Regions from separate parts of the Mus musculus genome. Here regions 1 and 2 are each linked to region 3. A link is a contact called in public Hi-C data. All regions are on one chromosome and are shown on one strand. Each heading gives the region's core, a stretch centred on a gene start, on an enhancer-like site or on the middle of the called end of the contact. The rest is flanking DNA. Distances are from core to core; before and after follow the strand shown. Region 1 overlaps Slc8a1 (solute carrier family 8 (sodium/calcium exchanger), member 1). Region 2 overlaps Slc8a1 (solute carrier family 8 (sodium/calcium exchanger), member 1). Region 3 has its middle 91 kb from the start of Gm33944.

Region 1 (3,314 bases), core at 465-2,964, 410 kb after region 3:
GATAGCATACACGTCTTTCCTTCTTGCAATGTTATAGCCATGGCTCAAAGGTTACCAAGTAGGACGCTGGTGATCTCCTGCCCAGTTCCTAAAGTGATGCCTGCTCACAGTCATTTCAGGTCTTCACAGAGAAGCCTGGGTTCCAACATGATCACTCTCAGACCTGGGCAAAATCGGAACTGACCCTGGAGTCCCATGTGTGCATGGCAAGTGGGTTGTACTACGAGGCTACAGCCCCAGCCCAGGGTGTTTTTTCTTATGAGATAAAGTCTTCTAGGTTTGACCTCATGATCCCCCTGCCTCCGGCTCTAGATTAGTCAGAATCAGAGGCCTGATTAGGATTTAACTAACAATCTATAGGTCAGCTTTTGATAAAATAAAGATTAAAGATATCTTAAGTTACAGCCTTTGTGGGGTTTTTGTCTTTTGATTTTTTGTTTGTTTGTTTGTTTGTTTTTGTTTTTTGGGTTTTTTTTTTTTTTGACTTTAATATTAAAAGTGAGCAACACAGTGGGATTTTCATAGAGGGAAAAGCAGGCAGGCAGAGAGCCAAGCATGGTAGGAAGCACAGAACAGGACAGTCCTCCAGATTGCCATGGATCAAACAATGAACATGTCTACTGTTGTGGTCATGGGCTTGGCTATTTAACAGGACAATGACCCCAAGCCTCAGTTTCTTCATCCCTCCAATGATAAAAACCTAATTAGAATGTTTACCTTGCAAGATGGTCACAGGCAATGGTGTGCTGATGTTGGTAAGGCACACAGGGCACTGTCATTTACACATTGTTGATGCTCAGTACATACTGCCTCTTGATGCTATTCTGACATTTTACTTATTCAAAGAATAGAACACAGACAAACGGAATGAAGGAGAGAGATCTAAGGAGTTTATGGTCTCCTGTGGCTGGGTTGTGTAGTTCTGACCATAGGCTCAGAAAGAAGTTTCTCTGATAGGCAGACTCTGACCCTCTGGCACTACTGTCACCCCCCATTCCTTTAGCAGGGGCCCTTGCTACAAACTAGACTGCAACATATCACAATTAAACCAGATCCCAACTATATCCCTGGGCCCAGGCATTTAGAACCGCAGTTAGGGCTTTTACCCATGAGACTGTGAGGATATGTCTTATGCATTTCTTAATGGAAATCTTATTCCCATGAGAACAAATGAAATCTGAGGCCTGTTAATGAAGGTTAACTTATTTACAAAAAGAGGAAAATTATGATAAGCCCATCTTAATGCAGGAAAGGTTCGACAGCTCACAACTAGACATCGATGGTGAGAAACGGTTACAATAATCACATTCAATTCCAGACTTTCATCTACAAGCCTTAACAGAAAGGCATAACCCTACAGATTGCAAGCTGATGCCATAGCTATATATGGTCACAGAAGTCCTAAGGGGGGGAAGAAAAAGAAAGGGAGAGAAGAAAACCCAGATGATATGTCTCCTAATTTGTGAGTATGTTCAACTGTGGGGATCTTGGCAACATTTTCAAAGAAGACCCATTCATCAGCTTCACTGTGGTGCGTGTAACACTTTCCATCGCTTTCCATCACCCTTTGGGAGAGCTCTCTCTGTCAAGCTGAAGGTTTTTCTCCACAGAAAGCCCTGTTAGACAAACATCAAAGACAGCTGGATTCTATATTCTGTGGGCTTCACGGCCCCAGAGGGCAGGAGCTCTCCAGTTCACTTGTGACTCACTTCAAGAGCATGGCCTCTTCCCTCCTTCCCTCCTCTTTCTACTTCTCTTGGCCTTCTGGCTAGACAGGCTGTTTCTGGAAAGTGCTGGAGTATGTTAAAGAGTTGTTGTCTTGCATTTTTCACCCACAGTGAGTCTGGGATCCAGGGCTCTTGCTGCAGAGATTTCCTCCCTGCAGTTAATATACTATTGTTTATAGGCTGAGATTGTCTTTCTGGCTTCATTTCCCCAGCGTGACAATGGAAAGTCATTATCTCTGAGTTTGATCTTAACATAGGAAGGGAGAGCAAATTGCCTCATCTAATGGTGAATGGAAGGAAAACCCCTGGTGGTTTGTGGAAGGAGAGGTGCTAAGGGAATGCAAAGGGGAAAGAAAGGATCCTTTCAAAATACCAACAGCAGCCTCACAGGGCACAGTTATCTGGCCAACTCAGGGGTAAAAAGTTAAACAGTGTGGCCAAGTACACATTGAACATGGCAATCCCAGAGTGCCAAACTATTTGTCAGCACTAACATTAATCATTTTTGCCTTGAAAGGTCTCGGTTTAAGACGTGATTGTTATAATTTTCTTCCGTTGTTATTATTATATTAACAGTGAGCTTATTGAAAGGTAAGTGTCCACTGTGACATGACTCTGTCTCAGCAGACATGATACTGGCCCTTTCCTCACAGAAAAGTTACTACGGATGCTTTATAGGTAAGAGCATCTCAATGTGGGTTAGTCTAGAAAAAAAAAAAAAAACAAAAAAAAAAAAAAAACAAAACAAGGCCCAACCAAAACAAACCACCAGTTGTGTATACATCTCTCATGTTCAAAAGCTACAGCCTATAACTCAATGTCAGTAAGAACAATGCCATAAATAACTAATAATAAATCATAGTCACTCTGCTTTTTCCTCTCCTACAGTGACCTCAAGACAGACTTGCATTTGGGCAAGGGGATCTCCATCTCTTAGCAATGTTTATTTTAAGCTAAATGAAATTGTAATTGTAAGTCGTTCTGCTGATATCACCTCCGTTGCCCAACAGTCTCAGGGAAATGTGCTACTTTATCATGTTTACAGAGAAAGAAAAAGAAACCTTACAAAGCCAGAGTAACACAACCATAACTACACAGAAAGATCTAGAACCCAAGGGTTCCCATTTCACCTGTCCACTTGTCGATGAAATAAACCTAATTTATTAAAAAAAGTTAAGAGAAAAGATCCATAAACAGATAGTTTGAGGCCATAGACTCCATCAGGATGTCAACCCTTCCCACTCTCCCAGCCTCCACTGCTTGTCTCCCGATACCGGAGAATGGTGCTGACACTTGCATGTAGGCATCCTTCCAAATGAGAGCACATCAGAGGAACTGACGCTAACTTGGCAGAGCAAATTAATTCATGCACTTGCCCTAAGAAGTTTCAGAGGGCAGCATCAATCTGTTTAGAGGCAGACCTGCTCTCTCACCCAGTAAGACACACACAGCACCATGAAGCCATCCTCCATATTTGGGGCACCCACTGGTTTACAAGAGATTCCAAACAAACACCCATTATAAGTTAGGGAACTGAAAATGACCATTGTGGAAGAGAGTCATAGAGACAGGAAGAGTCTCACCAAT
Region 2 (3,235 bases), core at 449-2,948, 360 kb after region 3:
TATAGTATTTCATAAATAATATGTCTACTACCTAGGTGGTCCTAACTTAAGAGAACTCTATGAATATGAAAATCATGGTGGCATTAGACTGGGAATTTTTGTGATATTTCTTCAGTTTTTGAGATTCACAATGTATTTTCATGACACTGTGAGACCTGATGTTGGCTTTGTTCTGCTACCTGCAGTGGGATCTAGGTCCTGTGGTAAAGTTTCTGTGGCTATTCAGTGGGCATTGACAGTGTGAAGATTTCATCTAACAGAATCATGGGATGTAGATGGGAAATAGGCAACTAAAATGAAGACACAGAACCAGTATCATGACACAGAAAAAAAAAATGATAATTTTCTTTCTATCTTAAGCAGGTCAAGTGAATTGGCCAGAAATGAACAGGTGAGGAAAGTTTTAAAAATATCAAAATTACCAAAGTATGATTTTTTGAACTCTAACATGTGTTAGCATTTTTAAGAGACATAGACCCAAATATTCTTATCCATGTTATCTCAGAACCACGAAGTCAGAGCCCCCTAGAGGAAGCTAGACATCCATAGTGTAAAACAGGTGATTTTTGTGCCAGCATGGTCCTGGCTCAGTTCCAGTATGCACCAATGATTATATATATACTAAGCCACACTTCCTTGTGTTCCATGAGCTGAATGAAAAGTCTTCAGAGCATGCCTAGAAGCCAGATATTATTATTATTGATATTTATAGAGAAAGATTGGACAACTCACCTATAGTCACTTTAATTCTTTATAATTATAAAAATAATATATTTATGTTATAAATATATATATATATAATAAGTATATATGTATTACATATGTGTTATTTGTTTATATATAATTTATTATGTATACAATATGTAATTTATATATAATTTATTTTATATATGTGTATATAATTTCATATACATTTTTTTCAAGAATTTCAACAATCTCCCTGGGTGGTGGTGGCGCACGCCTTTAATCCCAGAATTTGGGAGGCAGAGGCAGGTGAATTTCTGAGTTCGAGGCCAGCCTGGTCTACAAAGTGAGTTCCAGGACAGCCAAGGCTTTACAGAGAAACCCTGTCTCAAAAACAAAACAAAACAACAACAACAACAAAACAAACAAACAAAAAAAGAATTTCAACAATCTATGGGCTTGCTCCTATTGAAAGTATGCCAAATTTGAGAGGCTTTCAATTCTCAAGAATATGAAGGAAGATCTGAATACCTAGCTAAGGAGGCAATGCAAGCTTACACCATGAGAATAAACTCTCCATTACTTGTGGAAGCCTCTGATAGGCAGTGTGCAAATGGCTTGGTTTCACCTCAGAGAGAAATTAAAGTGATGGGCTGTTTAACACGATGTCTGTAATGACAATGAGAACTTCCCCAGTGGAAGGCAGGTGTTGACAAAGCCTCCAGCAGCTGATCATGTCATTTAGATGATGATGAAAATATTCAGCGTTGACTCTCATTCTGTTCTCTTGGCTCAGAGAGATTAAGGGACTTATTCTTCAGTCAACGCCATCAGTCTTTTATTCTTTGGTTCCCTGCAGCATGGGCTTTGCAGGTGCTTTGTGGTTACTTAATGGTCCTTCCTTTGTTATCTGGTGGAGACAGCTCTGACAGTATTGGTCCCTCTCTGGACCATATGGCCTTTATAGAAGTCATTCAGTCCATGCTTCCTGAACAAACAGCTGAATGAATAAAAGACTGTATGACTCACTAAGCAGCAGAACTCATAATCCAATATCTGAGCAGTTCCACCCGTCACACAGCTATTACTAACATGAGGCGGAAATCTCTCTTGTCTCCCTCCCTCTGCTGGGCACCGCTCTGCCTTTCTAAAGCCATACACAATTATTCCCATGATCCTTCCCATTCACACTTGAACGGAGCTGTCTGGATCATCTTCCAGGTTCTTGCCCACCGTTTCCTTTACAATCTGACCCCTAGATATTTCACAAATGAATCATTCCTCCTTGGAGAGTGTTTGTCAATGACCCTACTGAAATGCAGTACTTAAGAATTGAGGACCATGTTGCTGAGATGAGCTATAAAAAAAAATCAGCTTTTCTTAAAACGTTAATTTCTTTCTCTCTGGCAACACTCTTTCTTCTAAAACAAATATATGGTTAATAAACATTCTTTTCAGCCAGGCATGGTGGCACTCTAGTCACATCTTCCAGAAACTAGAGGCAGACAGATCTCTATGAGTTTGAGGACACCCTTGTCTATATAGTGAACCCCAAGTCAGCTAGGGTTACATTTTAAGTCCATGTAAAAAAATGTTATTTTCAGAATTTATTAGTTGTTTAAAATGGGTAATAGCTTTCACCTAACTAGAATATCTTAGCAACTTTATTTTATACCTCAATGTAATGACCTAGGTAGGATATAAATACAGTTCTTTGAACATTAGTCATGTGCTCCAATCTATGAAGTACACTTTGCAAATAGGAAAGTAAGTTACATACCAGAACAATCAAGTTTGCTTTAGGAATCACAAGTTTCTCTGCTATTCCCCCTTGGTGCATCAATACTTTGGTAAACAGAAAATATGCAGTTCCCTTTTACTGAGTAGCTGGCCTACTGCTAAGTAGAGGTAATGACGCCCCCCACCCCCGCATCCCTCCAACTTCTATACATCTGAGATAAATACCCAAGAATCTGTGGAGATGGGATTCAATCATTACTAGTACTTGAATACTACTGCTGTCATTGAAAATTTAATATGCTTCTAATATCCTCACCACAATCCTGATTAAAGCATTGAGCAACTCTGGCCTCCAATGTGACACTGTTTTGTTTTGTTTCTTCCCCTACTGTATTCTGTTGTCTGAACTTAGCTGACTATACCATTCATTAGAACTTATCCGACTAGACCCTCATTTATCTGAGATTAGCTGACAGGTTTTCTGAGCAGGTTTGCTTTCATGGCATTTCATCTATGTGTCATGGTATGCATATGCTTAAAAATCAATGTCAAATTTTGCCTTGGTGTTAAAAGTGACAAAGATAGGATTCACCCAAGATCAGAGGTTTATTAAATAATAAGGAAATAGCTTTCAACTATTTTGGGTTCCTTTAAACTCTTAGCATCTCTTTGAGTTACTTTGATGGTATGTCTCATTGTTAAGAAGACCAAGGATGGGCTTGAAGTTCAGTGGACCATGTAACATGGGAGATCATACTTGAAAAGAGACCTTCCTCCATTTTCAATAATTTTCGTATTTGATCTTTAAAGA
Region 3 (3,034 bases), core at 417-2,916:
CTGGCTGTCCTGGAACTCACTTTGTAGACCAGGCTGGCCTCGAACTCAGAAATCCACCTGCCTCTGCCTCCCGAGTGCTGGGATTAAAAGCCTGCGCCACCACGCCTGGCGTGAGTCAGCTTTTTACACGAATGTTTAATGGAGGTGAGCAATTGCTTGCAGCTGCACATATTGAAGAGGTTTATTTCTCTTCTGGTAGGGGACAAGATGATTTGCCAACTGCATTGGTTGCTCCCATGTTCTTGAGGATGAGTTGGTCCCACTGCACTGCATGGATGCTTCCTTCCCTCTCTGCTTCCTTTGGGCTTTCTTCCTCACAGGGCATCCTAGAGGGGCTAGGCACTCAGATTTAGTATCTTCAGAAGGGCTTTACCCATGTGAGCATAGGAAGCCAGCAGAACTGGGCTTTGGCATGAAGATAAACACGATCGCTTTCCTAGGAACAAAGACGGCAAGTCCAACTGAACAACAGAACATCTCTCGGGAAGTAATAGGCATAGTTCGAGAGTACAGGTGTTGGTCTAATGAATGCTTGGATTCATCACTGGGATTCTGATAGGATACTTAGCCAACCTATTCATATTTGATTGAAAATTTCTAAAGAACAAACAAACAAGTCTCCCTTGCCCCCAACCTAGTTCCATTGTTGTCTGGGAGGCAAAACAAACTTATGTCTCAGAATGTAGCAGTGACATGAATGTTCTAGAAAGATGGTAGGAGAGGAATTGATTCTGCTAGTGCCGATAGAATCATGAGTAGGTAGGTTGTTTTCTCCTAAGACTGGAGTTTCAAAGGTTGGGCTGTGCCTGCACAGAGGGCTTGGGTACTTAGGGAGCTGTGTGGGGAGCAGGCCAATGCTGTGGGGGATATACAACGCAATCCCTCAGCTTTGTGATGCCTTTGTTTCCTGTTCTAGAAACATGACGGGAAAATACCCATCTCATACACATTGAAAGCAACACACACTCCCTGGTATATAACAGAAATAGGATCAGGGCCTCAGAAAGTGATATAACTGAGTGTATAATATGTTTTGTATGAACTATTTCTGTTATTAGGTGTAAATTTGAAGCATTTAATTCATACCCAAGAAAGTCAATGGAAGATAAAATGTCATTTGAAAAATATGAAAAATGTGAATTTTGGCAGCCTTCTCTTGCACATTTTATTTGTTACAACAACAACAACAACAACAACAACAACAAAACAACAGCAACAATGACAACAGGGATATTTTCGTAAAGTTGCTTTTGATGAGAATGCTAAATCACCAACCAAAGAGTACACATGGAGGGACCCATGGCTCCAGCTGCATATGTAGCAGAAGATGGCCTTGTTGGACATCAATGGGAGGACTGGCCCTTGGTCCTGAGAAGGCTCGATGCCCCAGTGTAGGGGAATGCCAGGAAGTGGGTGGGTTGGTGAGCAGGGGAAGGGGGGATGGAATAGGGGGGTTTTGGAGGGCAAACCAGGAAAGGGGATAACATTTGAAATGAAAATATATAATAATAAAAATATATTTTAAAAAAGAGACTAGAACACTTGGACAGCTGGTATTTGTATGGCCACTAGAGGGCAGCGTTGGCATTGGAATAAGGGATGATTCCGCATCTTCAGTCTGAGAACCAAGCTTCCTCTGAAATGCAGACTATTGCAGAATTATGATATATACAATGACTTGATGCAGTGGCTTTGCATTACAGGAGATACTACGCGATCGGAATTGGACCCTTCTGTGTTACCGGCAACATGCATTTTGAAGGGAATCCTTCAGTCCTGGTGGCTGGCATTGTGGGATGGGTATTTCAGGCTCCAGATCCACTGGCACTTGAGGGATTAGAAAGGATTTTTTCCTTTTCACTTCACCAATTTCACTTTCCATTGCAAACTGCAGGAATCTGAAGTTTTCCAGTGCAAACACCTTTCCTTTATCTTCACACAGGTTAGCTTTTCACTCGTCATGTTTCCGGGGCACTGCCGCAGAGGTTATTCTTGTTATCTTTGTTTGATGCTGTGGGGTAGCTGGGGATGCTGTCCTCATGGCCTTTAATATATACAGTAACATAAAGTCCTCATGTGGTTTTAATCACTTTCTTGCTTTGCTGGTGGAGCTGGGGCTGAGTTGCACCTGCAACCACTCAACTGACCGAGTCCAGGATGAGCTACATGTGTGGTTTCCCTTCCGGACTCTTCAATCTCCAGGCTGCTTCTAGCACTGCCCCGCCCAGACCTTCAGACTAGAACAGTATCCAGGAAACGATATTGAAAAGCATACCAAGAAAGAATATTTTCGTTTAAATTTTTATGCGCGATATCTTGTGAAGAATGTCACTTTATTTTTAAACTTGAGATTGGTTTCTCAAAATCAAAGCTTGACAGGAAGCTGCAAGAGATGCTGAGGAGGAAGTCCACGGATCCTCTACCCAGCTCATTACAGGAGCAACATCTTGTACAACCGCAGTACCATACCTTGACAGGAATGTTGCTATTCCTGTTTCTCTCCCAGTACTACATCCTTCTGGTACTGTAATAATTTTGAAATCAGACCAAGTCCCTTTAAGTTTGTTATTTTATGAATTGTAATAGCTATGGTAATCATTTTACCTTTCTACATAAAATTTAGAATGTCTACATGCATAAAAGTATTGTTAGGACTTTGACATTCAAGCAAACCTGTCTATTTGGGAAGAATAGTATCTCCGAGGTCATCCACGAACATCACTTATTTTCCCATTTATTTACAGCTCTCAGTGCTTTGCTCGTCCTGGAGCAATTTTGGTTCCCAAGTTCTATCATGGTTTGTTAGGTTTGCATCTTTGAATTTCTTCGTTGGTTCTGTTAGATAGTAGTCACTGGTGTTGTGTTTGTTAGTATAATGGATATAATTTATTTTTATGTTGAGATTCTATGACTTTGAAAGACACTTATTAGCTCTTAAAGGGTTTTAATTTTTTATAGCCATGTTGGCTCCCTTCTTTCCTTCCTTCCTTCCTTCCTTCCTTCCTTCCTTCCTTCCTTCCTTCCTTCCTTCCTT

The links. A called contact is a pair of places that touch in the nucleus more often than the background predicts.
Region 1: a contact with region 3 is called in a Hi-C map of the N1E-115 cell line, with 14 times the contacts expected there. The contact joins two enhancer-like sites. A contact is called at or near these places in 2 of 484 Hi-C or Micro-C datasets (the N1E-115 cell line and uterus).
Region 2: a contact with region 3 is called in a Hi-C map of the N1E-115 cell line, with 9 times the contacts expected there. The contact joins two enhancer-like sites. A contact is called at or near these places in 4 of 484 Hi-C or Micro-C datasets (the N1E-115 cell line, cerebral cortex, cortical neurons and 1 more).

The regions. Positions count from the first base shown.
Region 1 is chr17:81,603,692-81,607,005 of GRCm38.p6, forward strand. All of the region lies in intron 2 of Slc8a1 (solute carrier family 8 (sodium/calcium exchanger), member 1), which reads right to left. Among named protein-coding and RNA genes, the nearest start is that of Slc8a1, 130 kb to the right of the region's middle. Within about 2 kb of position 1,715, at least 21 of the 459 cell types and tissues checked have an H3K27ac peak or open chromatin away from gene starts, as enhancers often do. A contact at or near this core is called in the N1E-115 cell line, where this site is marked.
Region 2 is chr17:81,552,858-81,556,092 of GRCm38.p6, forward strand. All of the region lies in intron 2 of Slc8a1 (solute carrier family 8 (sodium/calcium exchanger), member 1), which reads right to left. Among named protein-coding and RNA genes, the nearest start is that of Slc8a1, 180 kb to the right of the region's middle. Within about 2 kb of position 1,699, at least 12 of the 459 cell types and tissues checked have an H3K27ac peak or open chromatin away from gene starts, as enhancers often do. A contact at or near this core is called in the N1E-115 cell line, where this site is marked.
Region 3 is chr17:81,192,050-81,195,083 of GRCm38.p6, forward strand. No RefSeq gene overlaps it. Among named protein-coding and RNA genes, the nearest start is that of Gm33944, 91 kb to the right of the region's middle. Within about 2 kb of position 1,667, at least 12 of the 459 cell types and tissues checked have an H3K27ac peak or open chromatin away from gene starts, as enhancers often do. A contact at or near this core is called in the N1E-115 cell line, where this site is marked.